Linked DNA regions of Sus scrofa: regions 1, 2, 3, 5, 6 and 7 are each linked to region 4. Evidence: chromatin contacts called from public HiChIP or PLAC-seq and promoter capture Hi-C data. All regions are on one chromosome and are shown on one strand. The core of a region is the stretch at or near the end of the contact, and the rest is flanking DNA. Distances in the headings are between cores, read along the strand shown.

What was found. Promoter capture Hi-C pulls out the DNA fragments that hold promoters and counts their contacts. HiChIP or PLAC-seq counts read pairs in DNA pulled down with a chosen protein or histone mark.
Region 1: an H3K27ac HiChIP or PLAC-seq map of alveolar macrophages shows a contact between it and region 4. The contact joins two enhancer-like sites. A contact is called at or near these places in 2 of 5 promoter capture datasets (fetal liver and liver) and 1 of 2 datasets of contacts at active chromatin or transcription factors (alveolar macrophages).
Region 2: a contact with region 4 is called in an H3K27ac HiChIP or PLAC-seq map of alveolar macrophages. The contact joins two enhancer-like sites. A contact is called at or near these places in 4 of 5 promoter capture datasets (fetal liver, fetal skeletal muscle and liver), 1 of 47 Hi-C or Micro-C datasets (skeletal muscle) and 2 of 2 datasets of contacts at active chromatin or transcription factors (alveolar macrophages and skeletal muscle).
Region 3: a promoter capture Hi-C map of liver shows a contact between it and region 4, with 6 times the contacts expected there. The contact joins two enhancer-like sites. A contact is called at or near these places in 2 of 5 promoter capture datasets (fetal skeletal muscle and liver), 8 of 47 Hi-C or Micro-C datasets (alveolar macrophages, embryonic fibroblasts, fetal skeletal muscle and 5 more) and 1 of 2 datasets of contacts at active chromatin or transcription factors (skeletal muscle).
Region 5: an H3K27ac HiChIP or PLAC-seq map of alveolar macrophages shows a contact between it and region 4. The contact joins two enhancer-like sites. A contact is called at or near these places in 2 of 2 datasets of contacts at active chromatin or transcription factors (alveolar macrophages and skeletal muscle).
Region 6: a contact with region 4 is called in a promoter capture Hi-C map of liver, with 2.3 times the contacts expected there. The contact joins two enhancer-like sites. A contact is called at or near these places in 3 of 5 promoter capture datasets (fetal liver, fetal skeletal muscle and liver) and 1 of 2 datasets of contacts at active chromatin or transcription factors (alveolar macrophages).
Region 7: a promoter capture Hi-C map of liver shows a contact between it and region 4, with 8 times the contacts expected there. The contact joins the promoter of XXYLT1 here to the enhancer-like site in region 4. A contact is called at or near these places in 4 of 5 promoter capture datasets (fetal liver, liver and skeletal muscle), 21 of 47 Hi-C or Micro-C datasets (adipocytes, alveolar macrophages, blood and 12 more) and 2 of 2 datasets of contacts at active chromatin or transcription factors (alveolar macrophages and skeletal muscle).

The regions. Positions count from the first base shown.
Region 1 is chr13:132,403,554-132,406,260 of Sscrofa11.1, forward strand. All of the region lies in intron 1 of ACAP2 (arf-GAP with coiled-coil, ANK repeat and PH domain-containing protein 2), which reads right to left. Among named protein-coding and RNA genes, the nearest start is that of ACAP2, 27 kb to the right of the region's middle. Within about 2 kb of position 1,253, at least 1 of the 83 cell types and tissues checked has an H3K27ac peak or open chromatin away from gene starts, as enhancers often do. A contact at or near this core is called in alveolar macrophages, where this site is marked.
Region 2 is chr13:132,178,658-132,181,363 of Sscrofa11.1, forward strand. All of the region lies in intron 2 of XXYLT1 (xyloside xylosyltransferase 1), which reads right to left. Among named protein-coding and RNA genes, the nearest start is that of XXYLT1, 90 kb to the right of the region's middle. Within about 2 kb of position 1,309, at least 19 of the 83 cell types and tissues checked have an H3K27ac peak or open chromatin away from gene starts, as enhancers often do. A contact at or near this core is called in alveolar macrophages, fetal liver, liver and 1 more, where this site is marked.
Region 3 is chr13:132,582,595-132,585,294 of Sscrofa11.1, forward strand. No RefSeq gene overlaps it. Among named protein-coding and RNA genes, the nearest start is that of BDH1, 18 kb to the right of the region's middle. Within about 2 kb of position 1,352, at least 6 of the 83 cell types and tissues checked have an H3K27ac peak or open chromatin away from gene starts, as enhancers often do. A contact at or near this core is called in liver, where this site is marked.
Region 4 is chr13:131,647,870-131,650,637 of Sscrofa11.1, forward strand. It overlaps LSG1 (large subunit GTPase 1 homolog), which reads right to left. Exons shown (of 16, transcript XM_021070074.1): 2 at 1,247-2,299. The coding sequence starts at 1,345. Among named protein-coding and RNA genes, the nearest start is that of LSG1, 4.7 kb to the right of the region's middle. Within about 2 kb of position 1,387, at least 79 of the 83 cell types and tissues checked have an H3K27ac peak or open chromatin away from gene starts, as enhancers often do. A contact at or near this core is called in alveolar macrophages, brain, embryonic fibroblasts and 8 more, where this site is marked.
Region 5 is chr13:132,219,794-132,222,493 of Sscrofa11.1, forward strand. The region is part of intron 2 of XXYLT1 (xyloside xylosyltransferase 1); the gene reads right to left. Among named protein-coding and RNA genes, the nearest start is that of XXYLT1, 49 kb to the right of the region's middle. Within about 2 kb of position 1,353, at least 15 of the 83 cell types and tissues checked have an H3K27ac peak or open chromatin away from gene starts, as enhancers often do. A contact at or near this core is called in alveolar macrophages and skeletal muscle, where this site is marked.
Region 6 is chr13:132,618,661-132,621,517 of Sscrofa11.1, forward strand. All of the region lies in intron 2 of BDH1 (D-beta-hydroxybutyrate dehydrogenase, mitochondrial), which reads left to right. Among named protein-coding and RNA genes, the nearest start is that of BDH1, 18 kb to the left of the region's middle. Within about 2 kb of position 1,296, at least 2 of the 83 cell types and tissues checked have an H3K27ac peak or open chromatin away from gene starts, as enhancers often do. A contact at or near this core is called in liver, where this site is marked.
Region 7 is chr13:132,268,690-132,271,389 of Sscrofa11.1, forward strand. It overlaps XXYLT1 (xyloside xylosyltransferase 1), which reads right to left and starts at 1,297. Exons shown (of 4, transcript XM_021070076.1): 1 at 684-1,297. The coding sequence starts at 1,187.

The DNA.
Region 1 (2,707 bases), core at 3-2,502, 760 kb after region 4:
TCTACATACCTGCCAATACTTGGTATGATTGGTCTGTATCATTTGAGCCATTATACAAAGTGTGCAGTGGCATCTCAGTGGGTATTAATAATCTGTCTTTCCCTAATGAAGCTGAGCATCTTTTCATAAGCTTATTTGCTATCCTATATCTTTCTTAAGCTCGTCGTGAGAGGTGAAGGAAGACTTCTGAGATTGACACTAAGAAAGGATGAACAATAAGCTAGGAAAGGGGAGTGGAAAAAGTCTTCCAGCCAAAGGGAACAAACAATCCAGTCTATTCAAAGCCTAGAGGAGGCAGGACAGAGTATGAGCTATTTGAGGAGCTGAAATAAGACCTCTGAAGAAACCAAAAATCTACATGTGTATATGAAATCTCCAAATTTTTAAATGTTGGTACTTTTAATCAATTTTAATTTTTAACATTATGTAGACCAACACAATGCATGACAAGCAAATATATGTCTGTGGGCCAAATAAAACCATGTTAGCCAGTTTATAACCTCTGATAGAAACTATGTAAGATTATTAATATGATTCAATAGACATAACAGCTATCAACCAAGATTTGTACTCTACAAAAAAGAGTATACATCTTCCATTTAAACATTTATGGATCACTTTAAAAAACTGATTAAGCCACAAAGAAAATTCATAAGTTTCATAAAGCAAAAATACAACTAATCGTACTCATTAACCAGTATGTAATGAAAACTCAAAAAGCAGAAGTAAAAAAAAAAAAAATCCAATCTTAGGTATTTTTAATTTTCCTCCTAAAGAGTACAGACTCAAAGAGAAAATCAAAACTACACAGTAACAATATATGATAAATAATGATAAAAAAAATTCACATCAGGATCAGTGGTGTCTCTGGAGCACTGGGACGCAGATTCAATCCCTGGCCCAGTACAGTGGGTTAAGTATCCAGCACTACCACAGAGCTGTGGCGCAGGTCACAACTGTGGCTCAGATCTGATCCCTGGCCTGGGAACTCCATATGCCAGAGGATGTGCACAAAAGGGAACTTTCCTACGCTGCTGATGGGAATGTAAGCTGGTACGGCCACTATGGAAAATAGCATGCAGGTTCCTTAAAAAATTAAAAGTTACCATATAATCCAGCAATCCACTTCTGGGCATATATCCAGAAAAGATGAAAAATTTAATTCAAAAAGACACATGCAAGAGTTCCCTTGTGACTCAGCCAGTTAAGGTTCCTGCATTGTCACTGCCGTAGCTCTGGTTATAGCTGTGGTGTGGGTTTGATCCCTGGCCCAGCAACTTCCACATGCTACAAGTGCAGAAAGAAAAAAAAAGATACACGCACATCAACATTCATTGCAGCATTATTCACAATAGTCAAGATATAGAGGCAACCGAAATGGCCATTCAATAAATGAATGGATAAAGAAGATGTGACCCAAAGGAGTATTACTCAGTCATAAAAAAGAAATATTGCCATTTGTAGCAACATGGATGGACCTAGACATTATCATACTAAATGAAGTAAGTCAGGCAGAGAAAGACAAATATTCTATGATACCACTTATATGTGGAATCTAAAAAATAATAATACAAATCAACTTATTTACAAAACAAAAACAGACTCAAAGACATAGAAAACAAAATTATGGTTACCAAAGGGGGGAGAGTAGGGGGTGAGATAAATTGGGAATATCACATTAAAAGATACATACCACTATATATAAAATAAACAACAACAATTTACTGTGTATCACATGGAACTATATTCAATATCTTCTATTTAGCTATAATTGGAAAGAATCTAAAGCTGTATACCTGAAACTATAAGGTATACTATATTGTAAATCAACTATAGTAAATAAATTTTTTTTTAAATTGAAAGCCTGAGTGAAATACATAGTATATTAGTTTCCTAGGGTTCCCATAACAAATTACAAAAAACTGAGTACCTTAGAGCAATAGGTTTATTCTCTCACAACTGTATAGTTTAAGGTATTGGGAGGGTCATGCTGCCTCTGAAAACCTGTACAAGAGGATCTTTCCTTGCCTCTATCTAGATTCTGGTGGTGGTCAATTCTTGACTTGCAGCAGCATCACCCCAATCTTTGCCTCTGTCATTACATGAGGGTCTTCTCCCTGTATATCTGTCTTCCTTCACACATTACCTTCTGCCTTCTTATACGAACACCAGTTATAATGGATTAAAAACTCCACCCTTCTCAAGCATGACTTCCTCTTTACTTAATTATACCTGCTATGACCTTATTTCCAAATAAGGTCACATTCTGGGATACTGGGGTTAGAACTTCAACATACATCCGGGGGGCGGGGGGGGGAGAGCATAATTTAACCCATAACAGATACTTCTGGGTAAGAAAAAACTGCCAAAGAGTGACAGTCAGAAAGGTCCCATATCTAAGTGAATTATGTAACAACTTTAAGAACAAATAATTTGAAGGCCAAATTACACCAGAGAATGAAGAAAGAAATGGGTACTTGCTGGGTTGCTGTTTTTTGTTCTTTGTTTTTCTTCATTTAAAAAAGTTAACATAACACTATAGTAGTCCCCCCTTATCCATGATTTCACTTTCCACAGTTTGAGTTGCCCACGGTCAACCACAGGCCAAAGATATCAAATGGCAAGTTCCACCAATAAACAATTCACAAATTTTAAACTGCACACTATCCTGAGCAATGCTTCAGCCACCCTGCTCCAACCTGCCCTG
Region 2 (2,706 bases), core at 59-2,558, 530 kb after region 4:
ACAGATGAAGGGATCAAACCTTCCAGTTTTTTCCAACCTTGAAATTCTCTCACCCAACGAAGCTACTCCCTTATCGCCACTAAAAACTGCAATGTTCAATAGTCTGACCAGAAAGAGGATATGGAAGTTCACGGACTGGTTTGCAGTCACGTCCTATTTAAACCGAACCTGAATCCCAGCCAAAGAATCATTACGCTCAAGAGATCTCTGTGTGTGTGCTCATGGGAATAGGTGGGGGTGGTGAGAAATGGCCCCGAGATACAAACCTCTGAGAGGATATTATTAGGTTACAAATTGATCATCGATCCCCAGAAACAAAACAAACCAGCTTGACATACTCAGAGGAAAGCAGGTTTCTAACTGGGGACTCTATTTCCTCCTTCCTGGAAGAGAAACACTAAAAGGCGACATCCCAAATCCCACTCAGTTATAAAGATGTGGCACAAATGTTAAAGCAAGCCACCTTCACCAAATGACGTCCTAAGTGTGGCCTCTGACCCAAGAAGCCCTGCGTCTGCACCCTCCAAGCTGAGTGACGGGTGTTCGCTCCTCTGAGAACACTGTGCTCCCCACGCACCACCTCACCCCCACTCCTGCTTTGACCCCCTCACACATGGGCAGTCGCTCACCAGGACAGAATGGGACCAGGATAAAGTGGAGTAAAGGAGCCACTGGGGTGGGACAGAGATCTCTGAGCAGCACCAGGGAGTGACCTGGGGCCCCAGGGTCCCTGGGAGAACACTCTTGACCTTGCAGAGGAAGGACAGGAGCAGAGGAGGGGCGGGGGGGGGGGCAGATGGACACGAGCACACTGGGAGGGTCTGGCTCCCATGGGCACAGGCTCATTTCTAGCTCCAGAAGCCCAGGTCTGTGCTGAAGCCAGAGCAAGGGGTGGCACAGACCCTCAGAACCCAGGGAGGTCACTTCCGTCCTGGAGACCTGGCTGGTCGGGGCCAACAAGGAAGGCGTCCCCAAGGTTTGGGGCTGCTTTATCCCTCCGGCCCACCTGGTCCTCAAAACTTATTTTTCCTTCGGTTGATGCCTCCCCTGACTCCCGAGCCGTTTCCTGTTGCCTTTCTCATTTCATCATTCCCTTTTGAACAATTTCCTGTTCCTTTTTCTTTCTACAGGAGCTGTATTCCTCTTCCTGGCTCTGTAGCCCTTGGAAACAGGCAAACAAACAGATAAGGGTCAGCCTCTGGGGACAGTCCCCGTGGCCCCTCCCAGCCCCAGAGCACGATGTGGCCCCGTCTGGCCAAGAGGACCAGGCGGCAGCAGTGACCCGGGCAGCCAGCGCCACTGCAAACGTGACCCAGCTCACGGCCTGACGGCTCCGCACACGCCCCAGCAGACTGGAAAGGCATCCACTGCTCCTCACCCCACAACCGCACATCCGCTCGCCGGGAGCAGCGGCGACAAGGGCGCTCCTCAGAACCCTATCGCTACCATGGGATTTTGTTCATAAGAGCTTTTCAAAGGCAAGGTGGTATAAGACCTTTAGCTGTAAAAAAGTAAGTGATGTGGTTCGTCCCTGCTGGGCCAATGAGTGTGGACCATAAACCAAAATAGAAAACGCCCAAATGATTCCAAAGAATTAAGTGTTAACAAAAGATTTCGGGTAAAGGTTTCCCATGTGTCTGATGGACAGTGAACAAAGCCAGTGTTTAGAACTTAGGGCTCATTTTCTCTAATAAAAGAGAATAAACATGTCATTTATTTCAGAAGTCAATGCTCAGGAGAGTTTGCTTCCTCCTCACTGATGAAGGGGCACAGTCTCCCCCGCTGCACTGGCTGTGAGCTGAAGAGCTGCTTCCGCAACTATGTCTTGACATCTTTGTCTATGAGACCTAAGCTTTCATTTTCTATACGTTTACTCCCTGGCCCTGAGTCTCTGTTTGATTTTTTTTTTTTTTTAGTTTTTTAATTATAGTTGATTTACAATGTTATGCCAATTTCTGCAGGACAGCAAAGGGACCCAATTATATAAATATCATTTTTCTCATATTATCTTTATTTTTTTTTAACTCTGTGTTCTTTTAGTGAGCATCTGCAACATTCTGAGGAATAAGGCAAGGGATTAAGTAGGAAGCTGGTAATAAATATCAACAATAATAGTAAATTATTGTTGTCTGAATGCTTACCATGGGCCAGATACTATTTTAAGGTCTTCCTGTTATATACACTCAATTGGTTGTCACAACAACCATGGAGATAGGTATATTATCATTATCCTCCCTTCGTAAAGGAGGAAATCTGGACGCAGAGCAGTTATGTGTCACAGGCGGTATCTGGCAGAGGGTTTGAATCAGCAAGGCTTTCCTCCATGGGCCATACCCCTGCCCAACGTGCTATATATGGATAAATGAGGCAGAGATGAATGAACTGTCTAATTCATTCACAGACATTCGTTAAGCTCTTAGGCTCAATTCTGAGGTTAGTTCCAAAGGAGTTGGAGTATTTTTTTTGATGGCCCTGTTCCCGTAAGACCTCCAGTGACATATGCTACTACAAACACACTTTTTTTTTTTTCTTTTTTTGGTATTTTTAGGGCAGCACTTGTGGCATATGGAGGCTAGGAGTCGAATTAGAGCTGTAGCCGCCATCCTACACTACAGCCACAGCAAAAGCAATGCCAGATCCTTAACCCACTGAGCAGGGCCAGGGATCGAACCCGAAACCTCATGGTTCCCAGTCAGATTCGTTTCC
Region 3 (2,700 bases), core at 102-2,601, 930 kb after region 4:
ACTGCAGTGACAGCACTGGATCCCTAACCCGCTGTGCCACAAGAGAACCCATCTCTCTTTTTAATGGTCGCTGTTTACATTCTATTTATGTTTTTCTAAATCCTATCTTACTCTTTCTTTTTGCCACAAAACACTTTATTTACAAAATATTTATACTGAATACTATACATCAGACCCTGTCACCATGGAAACTACTCCTAAGGCAAGGCAGGGAGGGCTAGAGAAAGTGGTGCCCATGGAAAGGGCAGAACTCTGCCTCTTAGCCACCTTTCCACCTCAGATGGAGAACTTCCCATCAGCTCCTGGGAGCGGGTGGTGGTCTTAGTGCCTGCAAAGACTGAAGGTCAAGCGGGAGTGAGGTAGTGGCGGGGCTGGCTGCCCTGCTGGGGCTTAGGAAACCGACGGCACTGGGATCAGTAGGGAGAAGTGGACACCCAGGACCCAGCAGGGGGCGCCGCACAAGCACAAAGCAGGACCGAGAAGCAGCGGCTCACAGGGCCTTGAGCATTCAGGGCAGGGAAGGTTCTGAAGATCAGGGTTTGGGGGTCAGGCTGTGTCTTGAGAGCAGCAATGGCATTCTCTTGAGCTGGCAGCCACTCTGCCAGCCATGTACCACCTTAGGGTCTCCCAGGTCAGAGCTGAGCTTCTGCTCCTCCAGCAGGGTTGCAGCTGCACAAGGGGATCTGGTGTTGCTGTGAGCTGTGTCGTAGGTCGCAGATATGCCTTGGACCTGAGCATTGCTGTGGCTGTGGTGTAGGCCTGCAGCTGCAGCTGCGATTCCACGAAGGCTGGGAACTTCCATATGCTGCAGGTGTGTCGGGGAAAAAAAAAAAAAAGGACAACCGTAGGCTTTGTAACATCTGTAGAGAAAAATGTAAACAACAACAGCAGAAAGGTCAGGAGGGGAGATATTAAAATAAACCACTGTATGGTTCTTATATGTGAATTATATCACTTGAAAGTAAACCGTGCTAAGTTTACTTTCTAGAAATGGGGCACATTAGTTTAGTTACCTATTTTTACTTGGGAAAAAAAAAAAAAAACTTGGAAGTTCCCATTGTGGCGAAACATAAACGAATCCGAAGAGTATCCATGAGGATGTGGGTTTGATCCCTGGCCTCACTCAGAGGATGAGGGATTCCTTGTTGCTGTGAGCTGTGGTGTAGGCTGCAGATGCAGCTCCAATTCTGTGTTGCTATGGCTGTGGTGTAGCTGTGGCTCTGATTGAACCCCTAGCTTGGGAACTTCCATGTGCTGAGTGTGTGGCCCTAAAAAGAAAAAAAAAAAAAAGTACTTTTGTAAACAGATAAATATGTTTTAGTTATCTTCCTACCAACTTACACTGTCCTGTGGTCATTGATCCGGTCTTGTAATAATTAACTCGTGATGTGAAGGCAGTGCTTACTTCCTGCCATCAAGGACAAAATGGGCAACTCAGTTTTCTCAGGTTTACTTCTTTTTCTCTCCTTGTCACTCTTGTTTTTTCTGTCTCTTTTTTCCACAAAGGGAATTACAGAGTCCTAGCTCTCTGGGAGATGAGTGGCATCCAGTAAGTGAAGTGCTGGTCCAGGTGTCTGAGTTCTGTTTGCAGGGTTGGAAAGAACCTGGAGGCAAAAAAAAGCCCGAAAGTCCTGGGTGATGATGGAAAGGTCCCAGGGACCAGACCAGATGGCGGGAACTGCCTAATGGGGCTAAAGGCGGTACAGCCAGATGTATCAGGCTGAAGATTTAATGGGGGCTTGATTTTCACTCTAGGAAGGTCTGGATTCTCACTGATATGCCTTCTCCTCTTGGTAAGATCACCAGTGGCCTCCACTTGCTATTACATTCAGTGGTCAATTTCCAGGTCTCACATTTTGGCCCATCAGCAGCCTTCGAAGCACTTGATCACTGCTGCCTCTTTAAGACATTTCACTCACCCGGCCTGCAGGCAGGCCATCACTCTTTCTTGGTTCTTCTCCTACCTCATGCCTGCTCCTTCTTTGTCTCCTCCACTGGTTCCTTCTCTCTTCTCTGACTTTTTTTTTTTGGCCTTTTTAGGGCAGCACCCGAAGCATATGGAAGTTCCCAGTCTAGAGTTCAAATCAGAGCTATAACTGCTGGCCTACACCACAGCCACAGCAACTCAGGATCTGAGCCTCGTCCAACCTACACCACAGCTCATGGCAACACAGGATTCTTACACTGAGTGAGGCCAGGGATCGAACCCATGTCACTCATGGATACTCAGGTTCCTTACCAGTAAGCCACAACAGGAACTCCCTCCCTGACTTGTAAATATCAGAGGAGCTCCGGGTTCAGATCTAGACCTACTTCTTTTTTTTTTTTTGTCTTTTTTTTTTGCTATTTCTTGGGCCGCTCCCGTGGCATGTGGAGGTTCCTTGGATAGGGGTCTAATCCGAGCTGTAGCCACCGGCCTATGCCAGAGCCACAGCAATGCGGGATCCGAGCCGCGTCTGCAACCTACACCACAGCTCACGGCAACGCCAGATCCTTAACCCACTGAGCAAGGGCAGGGACCGAACCCGAAACCTCATGTTCCTAATCGGATTCGTTAACCACTGCGCCACGACGGGAACTCCCTAGACCTACTTCTTTTCTCTCTCCACATCTGCTCCCTTAATCATCTAGTCTAGCTCCAGGGATTTATTTTTTGCAGACTGTGTTCCAGATTCCATCTCTCTCTTTGTGTGTGTAAGC
Region 4 (2,768 bases), core at 137-2,636:
CACAGTGTGATAAGATAAACACCATCCTAAGCTATATGCTCTGTACAGGTACAAAGAAATGAAAAAACTGAAGGTTAGAAGGTTAGGCGGTTTGTCCAAGACCAAGGAATCAACAAAAACCGGAACTAAGGATGAGAATTCATTATCGAATTTCCCATTACTTTTTAAATGGTACATTAACAAGTTGCTTCAAAATCAATTAAAATTATCCGTAATCTAAAATCGAGGAGTTCCCGGCATGGGTAAGAGGTAATGAACCTGACTAGTGTCCACGAAGATGTGGATCGTTCCCTGGCTTTGCTCAGGGGGTTAAGGATGCAGCGATGCCATGAGCTGTGCTGTAGGTCACAGATGGGGCTTGGATCCTGGCAGCTGCAGCTCTGATTGAACCCCTAGCCTGGGCACCTCCATATGCTGCAGGTGCAGCCCTAAAAAGCAAAAAAATAAAACAAGCAAAAATAAATAAACTCCAGAGTAACTCTGACTCTCTCATAAATATGCTAAAATCCAGAGCATATTGATGAGCTCTGTATGCTGTTTACTCTGCAGATTACAGATGGAAGTTAGTGTGATGTGCACGTGGATAATTAGGGGCATTTTTGACTCCCCAAAGATTCTTACTGAGAACTTAGCGAGTTCTCAAATAAGTGGGAGAATGAATGCCAAGATGACGAACACAAGTCAAGCTTCATCCCGTTTTCAAGGATCCCCAAAGTATGATCGTTCCCAGGCCCAGGGAACTATTAAGCCCGCCAAATTTTGAAGATAGATCGTTCATCTATGAGTGAAGCCCCTAGGGAATAAAAGGGGCGAAGCAGTTATTTTGTACTTCTGGCACCAACCAGCAGCTCTTGCAGGGTCAATTCTTTGAACAAATGAATACAAAAAGCAGTTTTTGCGACTTTTCTGTGCAGGCTTCCAAAGTTTACAGGGCAAAAACCAAACTCTTACCCTGGCATTCAAGATCTCACTCCAACCTCATCACACTAGACGCCACCTCTGGTGCCTAGCTACTACGGCCTGGTCGACTCTAAGGGACTTGAGTATTTGCGCATTTTGGTAGCCGCTGGGGCAGAGGGGGGCGTTTACCTGAAGTTACCGGAGGACGACAGTACTCATCCTTCAAAACAGTACTTTGGCGTTTCCTCTGGAAAATTACACTGTGACCTCTGACCCCAAGCTTCGCAGGGTTCACACTCTCATAACTAGACAGAAAGACTAAAAAAGATGGCAGGGTCCGTCTTACCCAGGCGTCGGTGTGACGATGGCTACGGCTCCGCTGAACTTGCTGACGGATAAGGGCCCGGCCGAGGGACCCAGCATCTGGCGCTCTCCTCCGACCCATTAGAGCGCAGCCGGGACGCCAACCTTCTTTGCCGGACCCACGCCTGGTTTTTTCGGTATTTAGGTGCGCGATCTCCGGAAGTGATGTATGAGCGAGCCCAAGTAATTAAGGCCCGAAGTTGAAGGGAAACATAATAATTTGTCTCAAATTGCCACTTATTTACCACTATGACAGAAAAAAATATAAAGTGGTCTTGGGACTTAAATTTCTATGTATATTCCTACCAATATCTCATATTTTGATACGTTGATTAAATCAAAAGGATGGTACCTTCCAAGTTTGTGCGTCGGTCTTTAGTGTCCGGTGTGAAACTAGGAGACGTGGAAAAAAGCGGCCGTTCATATTCGCGGTACTAGCTCCGCCTCCCGGCTGTTTCGTCAAAGGAGGAGGGGACCCGGGTGAAGGGTCCCCCCGCTGCGCTAGGGGGCGTTGCTTCCTGGCGCTAGATTTCTGTCCGTGTTCTAAGGTGTGGCCTCGCCGCCTTCACGCCCAGCAACTAAATAGCTTTTTGTTTACTTAGCTTTTCTGAACCGCGATTTGGAGAGAAGAGTCCCTGCCCGGATGGGAGTTCAGAATGGAAAGAGCTTGTCAAAGTTGCAAGGAAAGCCAAAGGGATTTGACCTAAATGCTTTTTTCAAGTAACTTTTTAAAAAAGTTTAAAAGTTAAACCTAGAATTGTATTTAAATTTTCCTGTAAATTAATATAAAGTGAAAACTGTGGCTGGGTTCCACTCTTTGCCACCTGACTTTTGTTCCTCATTTTATCGTTAGGTTTCCCTATGATGAGAATATAAAAAGTCCGGTTAGAGATGTGTGGGTGCTGGGCATTTAGTTCCATCCTCATCAATCAAAATTACCTCAATGTTGTGATGCTCAGAGACGAAGAAGCTTGGCAAGCCAGGGAAAATATTCGGGGTCAGGCATCAAACCCAAGTCTCATTATTTTATTCATTCCTGGGGAAAGGGGAGAACGAGGGCTGTTAGCAAGAATTTTAGAGGCCAGTTCTTCTCAAACTTTGATGTGCATGTGAAGCCCCCTTGGGATCTTATTAGTGCCGGTTCTGATTGATAAGGTCTAGGGTGGGGCGGGCACTCTACTCTTTAAGGTGATGCTGATGATGCTGGTCTGGTGGAAGGCCACTCTGAATAGCAAGAGAAGCCCACTTCCTTCTGGTGCAGATGAAAGCCCTGAAGTGGACTGGGTAAAGTCAGTCCCAGCAAGTTTGGGTCAGACAGAGCTGGGACAACATTCTCCCCTCATCTCTGCATCCTTGCTAAGCCCCACTGTATGCTACCCCTCACTAATGACTTCTGCTGAATTGGAGTGAACTCTGAGAAACCCCCAAAGGACTGTCGACAGTTCATGTAGCAGTTGGCAAGGCTTTGGGAAGGCAGTGCTCGCAGGTGAGAGAAGAAATGCATC
Region 5 (2,700 bases), core at 103-2,602, 570 kb after region 4:
GCTTGCCTGGGGGAGTTTACTGGAGGTTAGCCACCGAGTCAGCTCACGGTCAAAAGTTCACTCCTGTCTCAAGCACTTCTAGTTCCCCTAAATTTCACAGTTCTGTGATTAGTGACTAGAATAGACAAACCATCTTCTGTGATAGGCAATGCTTTAAAAAAAAAAAATCAATCTTGAGGAGTTCCCACTGTTGCGCAGTGGGTTAAGAATCTGACTGCCCCAGTGGAAGTGTGGGTTCAGTCCCCAGCCCAGTGTAGTAGATTAAAGGATCTAGCATTGCTGCACCTGCAACATAATCATAGCTGCAGCTCGGATTCTATCCCTGGCCTGGGAACTTCCATATGCCTTGAGTGTGGCCATTAAAAAAAAAAATCAATATTGAACCTGACTACCCCAATTCAGTGCAAAAGGAAACCATCACTCCCTGTACCCCACACGCTCAGTCACCTCTCAGAGAAGTTATGTCCCAGAGCTTTAGATGGGAGCGAGATTAGGGCAGGAAGCAACTAAACCTGGTTAAGAAGTCAGTCCTGGAGTTCCCGTCGTGGCACAGTGGTTAACAAATCCAACTAAGAACCATGACGCTGTGGGTTCAATCCCTGGCCTCGCTCAGTGGGTTGAGGATCCATCGTTGCCGTGAGCTCTGGTGTAGGTTGCAGACTCGACTTGGATCCAGAGTTGCTGTGGCTGTGGCGTAGGCCGGCGGCTACAGCTCCAATTAGACCCCTAGCCTGGGAACCTCCATAGGCGGTGGGTGCGGCCCTAGAAAAGACAAAAAAAAAAGTCAGTCCTGAAGCAAGGCAAGAAGCTGGTGTGAGACAGAAGACAAAAAACCAAGGATTAAGGCTGCCTTTAGAACTACCTGTGACAGCTCCCTGGGAGAGCTCTTTTATCATCAGAACTCCACACCCACAAGGTGATCCCATTCACTCAGTGGAATCACTGGCCTCCTGAGAGTTCTTATCCATACGTGATGGGAATCACGCTACCCATCCACCAAGGGCTTTCAGATTTTACAAAAAGTTTCAGTTCACATCATGTCTCATTACACCTGACCAAGGACTCTCTAAGGTCCAGCAGAGGCCCTGCTGACACCCTGTGTGCTCGGGGAGCCTGCCCTCTGGGGGCCCTTCTGATAGGCCATGCAGTGACTGCGTACATGGGGGAGGCGCTCCCGGCCGAAGGAAGAGCCGAGCAAGGCCAGGATGCAGGAAGCCGAGACCAATTTCAGGCAGCTACTCTGCTGGCAAACAGGACGGCTGTTGGGGAGCAGCAAGAAACTATGCTGGGGGGGGATGGAGGGGAGAGGAAGGGCCGACAGGAGCAGCCAAAGCATGGATCCCTGCAGCGCTCTCTCGGGAAGGCCCAGCACAGCCAGGAACATTCCAAACAAAGGCTCAGTCCAGGAGCCAAAGTAAGTGGGTGGGGGAAAGGAAGGAAGAACAGGCCTGAGATTCGATGCAAGATGCTCAACCGGTAGGACCTGGTCCTCGCCAATTACACACATGGCTTGTGTAGAGAAACTGAATGCACAGAGACAGGGACAAGAAGACACGTACTTAACATCAAGGCCGGAGGTGCTTGTTGGGTCCACTGGCTGATGGATTTGGGATCTGATGCCACCTGAAGAGGAGGCAGCATTCCCAGGGCACGCTGGCCTCCGCCCAGGCTGAGACCCAGGTTGCCCAGCACTTCCCTTGCCCAGAACGCCCGTCCTTCTCCTCACCACTCTCAACCCCTCAGCCTCCGAGGCTGACACAGACCCACCGCACCCTCCATGACAAAGATCCCCCTCTGAACTCTGACAGAAGTGAGAATATCTGGTCCATTCTCCATGCAGAGAATCCCCCACTATCTCCCTAAGTCTAGGCCCTGGACTGCTGACCTCTGACCTCTGGCTCTGTGAATACCCACCCGCTTGGACTCCCTCCCCAAGGAGAAGGGGAGCTGCCAGAGGCCAGGGCAGCAGCACCAGCCAGCACCCCACATAAGGCAGGAGAGGGCAGACCCTTCACCGGTGACGAGATGCCGAGAATAAACACTGTTTGACCTCTTGACAGCAATAAATGATGGCTAATGCCTTTGACGGGTGGCCAAGAATTTAAAAGAGGATCTTGAAAAGTTAAGCGACAGAATCTAATGGGGGGACCAAAATGGAAGTATTACTGTTCAATCAATTTGGCAACTATTTTCATTAGCTTACCAGCAGCCTCTGGCATTAAGTTAATAGAAAGTGGTCCCTGTCACAATATTATTTTTAGCATTTTGCGAGAAATCTGCTCAGTTGTCCTGCTTCAGAATAAGAAGACAAAATGCCTCAAGACTGCTCCATGGGAGCTGCCAGAAAACAGTTTTCACTGCAATCACGCGATACATGTTCATAACCTTTGTTCAGTGTTTACTCAGATGTTTCCACTCAGGCAAGTTCCTGAATATCTGTTTTTCCTCTTGCTTTCTGCCACAGGAGAACTCCTGTGCCTCATGAACACTGGCAGTCAGGGCACTGCTGGCTGCCCCAGGAATCAGAGTTGGCTGTGTTTCCTCAAGGCTTGGGGACCCAGAGTTCCCATTGCGGCACAGTGGAAACAAATCTGACTAGGAACCATGAGGATGTGCGTTGGATTCCTGGCCTCACTCAGTGAGTCGGGGATCTGGCATTGCTATGAGCTGTGGTGTAGGTCACAGATACGGCTTAGATCC
Region 6 (2,857 bases), core at 46-2,545, 970 kb after region 4:
AGTCGAGGCAGGAGGCAAAGCAACATAGAGGAAGGGAGGAACTGCACTTGCATCAGGAAAGCAAAGCTCTCCCAGCAATCCCTGCAGACTCTGTAACTTACAGGCCAGGAGGAGGTCATGTGATCATGGTAGGTGATTGTGTGGAAGGAGATGGGCACATTGCTCCTCTAGACAAAATTTTGAGAGTGAGACAGATGCAAAGAATAAATAATGGTGACAAACAGCAGTGTTTGCCTTGGCCCAGCTGAGCTGTGGCCTAGAGCTGATTTTGCCCCCAGAGATGTTAAGACTTTGGCAGTCAAGAGGCTTGTAAAGGAAACCCCATAGGGAAAAAGTGCTTTTTTTTTTTTTTTTCTAAGACAGCAGTTATGAACTCGGATTTCAGGTTATTTATTTATTTGGTTGCACCTGTGGCATGTGGAAATTCCCAGGTCAGGGACTGAACCCAAGCCACGGCAGTGACGATACCAGATCCCTAACCTGCTGGGGCACCAGGGAACTTGTCTGTTTGCAGGTTAGAATCACCTAGAGCACAGCGGGGAAGAAAAAAATCCCTGTGCCCTACCCTTGGGGACTTGGATTTCATTCATTAGGAATGAAGCCAACCATGGGAGTAGTTTAAAAAGCTTCCCTGGTTATTCTTCTTAAACTATTTTGGAAAGAATTTCAAAGATACGCAAAAGTAGAAAGTAGTGTATTGATCCCTGGCAGACTTGAGCATCAACAGTTATCCGCTCATGGCCAATCTTGTTTCATCTATGTCCCCACCCACGTCCCTCCCCTGGATTATTTCAAAGCAAATCCTGGACATCGTGTTTGATGTGTAAATACTTAGCTGGCTGTCTCTAAGTGGTAAGAACTCTTTTTCATAATGTAAGCACATAGTCATGCTGCAATCCCAAGTGATTCTAGTAAACAGCCAGTGGGGAGAACCTGAGAAGAGCGCAATGCACCTACATCAACCTTTCCCAGGTCCTGCTGTGCTGGAATTATCTGAGGTGCTGCTTAATCCTGCAGATTTCCAGGGCCACCTCTTCCTACTGAATCGGAATGTCAGGCAGGGACCCAGGAGCCTGCATTTTGACAAACTCCCCAGGTGCTTATAACTGAGCTGCTAAGGCCTTCCCAGGCCTGAGTCCCCTGTGAATGGAGAAGTATCCCCAAGCCAGGGATCCCCTGGCACCTGCAGAAGCTGAAAAATGAGAGGAGAAATAAGAGCAGGAAGAGGCAGTCCCAGCAGTGGAAAAGAAGGAGACTGAGAAGCCAGGTGGTGCCCAGGAGGGCCCGCCTGTGTCAGCTGGTGCTTCCCAGCAGTGCCAGGGGTTCTGACTCTTGGGGATTGGGTGTGGAGGGTGGAGCCTTATGCTCTCTGGAGAAGCAGAATTATGCCACTGACAGCTGGGTATGAGCAGTAGTTCCTGATATAATACACCCTGAGAGAGTCAAGTTTGAGTGGATACATTTGAGGATGGGGAGGTGGGTTAGAAAAAAATCTGGAAATAAGTCAGTTTGGAATAAAATTTTTTTCTTTCTGTGACCTTTTAGTTATATTTAAAAGTATTAAAGTATGCAAAGGGGATGACTGGGACAAGCACATATAATCTAGTTCTGCCAGGGACACCTAGTCCTTTTTTGTAGAGCAAAAAGTCATACAGTTATTTTTAAATAAGGTCAGTATTTATTTATTTATTTATTGTCTTTTTTAGGGCTGCACCTGCAGCATATGGAGGTTCCCAGGCTAGGGGTCTAATCAGAGCTACAGCTGCCAGCCTACACCACAGCCACAGCAACGCCAGATCCAAGCCGCGTCTGCAACCTACACCACAGCTCACAGTAATGCTGGATCCTTAATCCACGGAGCAAGGCCAGGGATCGAACTCACAACTTCAGAGTTCGGATTCGTTTCCACTGCGCCACAACGGGAACTCCTAAATAGGATCATTTAACTAGGTTTGTTCATACAGACCATATAATTCTGTTCACTTGTGACCAATGCTCCCACCTAGGGTAGCGTCAGAGAAAGCCAAGTAGGCGCCAGGTCGTACATTCTCACCCCTTGGTACTAAGGCACTCAGCCTTCTTGGGGTGGGGTAGGGCAGTGTTTGAGGATATCTAGTGAAGAGAGAGGACTGTCAGGACCATCTCCACCTCTTAGCAGTAATGAAAGCACACTCTCCCTTAGAGTGGGGAGCAGGAATGAGGTACTGGGAGGTATGGGTGTAGACCCACTGGGAAGCTGAAACTCCCATCAGTTCCCAGCAGTAACTCCTTCCAATTTATTTTAATGAAGCTGTTATTACCCTCATTCCAACATCAGACCAAGACAGTACAAAAAACAAAACAAAACAAAACAAAAAACCATACAGACCAATATCCTTCATGAATATAGATGCAAAAATTCTTAAAATATTTTCCAATAGAATTCATCAAAAAATATAAAAAGAATTACAAACCATGAAAAATTGGATTTGTTCCAGGGATGCAAAGATGGTCCACTTTTTTTTTTTTTAAGGTGGGTTTTTTTAACCCTTCTTTTAAAAAATGTTTTAAAATTAAAGAATAGTTGATTTACAATGTTCTGTCAATTTTAAAAGATTGTTCATTGTTGAAAATCAGTTCACCCACCAAATCGAAAGCCAAAGAAGAAGAATCACAAGGCTCTATCAATGCAGAAAAAGCAAAATTTAACACCCATGTATGATAAAAACCTTCAGAAAAGTAGGCAAGGAAGGGAGCTTTCTAAACTTGATAAAGAGCATCTACAAAAACCCTGTAGCTGACATATTTCCCGGTGAAAGACTTAATGCCTTCCTCCAAGATGGGGAGCAAGGCAAGAATGTTGCTCTCAGCCCTGATT
Region 7 (2,700 bases), core at 47-2,546, 620 kb after region 4:
CCCGAGCAGAGCCAGGTGGTGAAGCCAGAGGATGAGGAGGCAGGTTGGTCCAATGACTAGCTCTGCCCTGCTCTCCCCAGATCTTATCTGTACCTCCTGGAGCGTTCTCTTCCTCCCTGGGAAGAACCCTCTGCTTCTCTAAATGAGCTCATGACCCTAGAGGGTGGGGGAGAAGGGACACATAAAGGAGATGAGGTGGTTCACACTGGAGCTTGACCAGTTCCGACTGAGATACCTTGGAGCTATGAGAAATGCCACTGTAACTTCAAGAATTCAAGAGGCCTACGACCCTGTCTATCAGATTCTGCAGCAGAAGAATACTGGTGCTTCAAATGACCTGTTCCATCCTCAAAAGCCAAAGACTGGAGGAGATTAAAAAGAGGGGCAGACTGGAAGGCACTCACCAGTGAACCCTGCAACGCTAGTAAGGAAGGGGCGTGCCGATTCTCAAGGGGGCCACAGTTAAAGGGGGATACCAGGTCAGGGTAGTCAGCTAACGCCGAGGCACCCACCCGGACACGCCCCCGACGATGCCTCCAGTCCACTTCGGGGAGAGGGTGCGAGTTGGCGTTGACAGTAGGCAGCGCAGCGAAGTCGCCTCCCTCCCGACCCCCTGAGCCTGGTGGGGCGCGCGCACTGACAGAGCCACCCGCCCGGAGCCTCCAGCTGAGGCCCCTGCTCACCTTGCACTTGAAGCCGGCGGCGGGCGGCAGCAGCTCTCGCAGCAGGGCCTTGGCCACCTCGCGGCTGGCCTCCTCGCTCACGAAGTGCAGGTTAAGCACCTCATTCGCCTCGAACTTAGCAAGGCGCAGCAGGGAGCGGAGCGCGATGCGAGCCTTGGCCTGCAGCGCGGCATTGTGTTCCGCCTTGGTGAACATCATCAGCAGGTGGTAGTCCACCGGCCCAGCCCCGCCGCTCTCCAGGCTCTTGGCCTTAGCACCCAGGGCTGGCGCCACGGAGCCCCGCGCCACCTCCAGCACCGGCGGCGAGGGCACGGCTGGGGCCCCGGCGCGGGCCTCCTTCAGCCTCTTGGTGGCGCTGGAGAAGGTCTCCCGGCCGGAGCCGAGGTAGTAAAAGGCACAGACCGCAAGCGCCGCGGCCAGGAGCAGCGCACAATAGTGGGAGCGCACAGCGCCCAGGCGTGCCATGGCCCGAGCGCATGGGGGCACGCCTCGGAGGAGACCCATGCGCCACCAGCCCGCCGACACAGAGCAGCCGGGAAACTGCAGCGGAGACCAATACCCCGGCAGCCACTTAGTAGCTCAGTCGGCGGGCGGCAGCCATGGCGGGGGCGGAGCCTTGCTGCCGAGGGCCAATCCACGAGCGCTGATGCTCGAGAGGCGGGGCCAGGGCTGTCCTGCAGCCGCTGGGTCCTAGGCTCGGAAGGATTACAGCCGAGATGTGCCGCGAGTTCACGGGATTCACTCCCGACCCCCGACCCCCATCCCCCAGGTGGTCAGAGGATCTGGTGAGGACCAAGACAGAGAGGCCAGCTGGCTATACCGTCTGTGAAAAATGGCCCTCTTAAGTGCCCAGCCCCAGACGCTAGAAACCAAAGCTAAGCCCTCGGCTACTCAAAAGACTAAATTGGGCAAAAAACATTTTTCTCTTATACCGTTATTCCTCTAATTTCTTGAAGGCCTCAAGTCCTCTCTCTGACTCCTTTCACACCTTGGAGTTTAGCTGGGGCTAAAGAATTTACACTGGCCACTCCTTCCCCATTCTCAGTGAAGGTGGAATGACAACCAAGGTGTAAATCGCCTGCCCACCTCACTTGCAACTCTGAGGCCCACTGGAAGCAATTTAAAGGTGTGGCCACCAGGGGGGCCCAAATGCCCAAAATTTAGAGGAGCCCAGAGCTCTGAAGGGGAGTAATACCAAAGATCGTGATACTCCTTAAACACACACACACACACACACACACACACACACACACACACACACACACAAAACACAAAACAAAAACTTAAACATTTTAAAAAAGACTTAATATGTAACAGGTAATTTTGCAAATTCTTTTTCCTTTTGGCTACACCTGTAGCATGTGGAAGCTCTGGGGCCAGAGATGGAAACAGCAGCACAGCAGTGACCACAGCTTGCAGGAAGGTGGGATCCTTAACCCACTGAGCAAGACCAGAGATCAAACCTGCATCCTCACAGAAACAACATCAAGTCCTTAACCCACTGAACCACAACAGGAACTCCAGGAAATTCCTAACTGAGGCACAGCTGAGGTCACTCGTCCAAGGTCACACAGTGGCAGTTTTGACAGTATAGTTGGACACTGCCAACTACATAAGTAAACATGCACAAGGGTCTGCATGCTTGAAAGAGGTGCAGGTGAAAACACAGGCACACACAAATTCCCTCCGCCCATTTATTGTAACATCCCATTATTTCTCAACTGGGTTCCCAGAACACAATTCATCTCATTTTTAACTCTTGTTCTTTTCAACTGGAGCAACATTTATCTGAATAATACTGGACTTCCGAAGCAGTCTTGGCAACAAACTCAACATACTACTCACCTTGCGGGGCAGAGTGGGGACCGCAATAGCAGAGTGAACTTGCTTGAATAACAGGGTTTTACTTTAGTTCATTTAATCCTCACAACATTAAGAAGCAGTGTTATTTGCACTTGACAATTGAGGAACATGAGATTTAGAGAAACTAACTCCCCAAATGTAGTTGACTAACAAA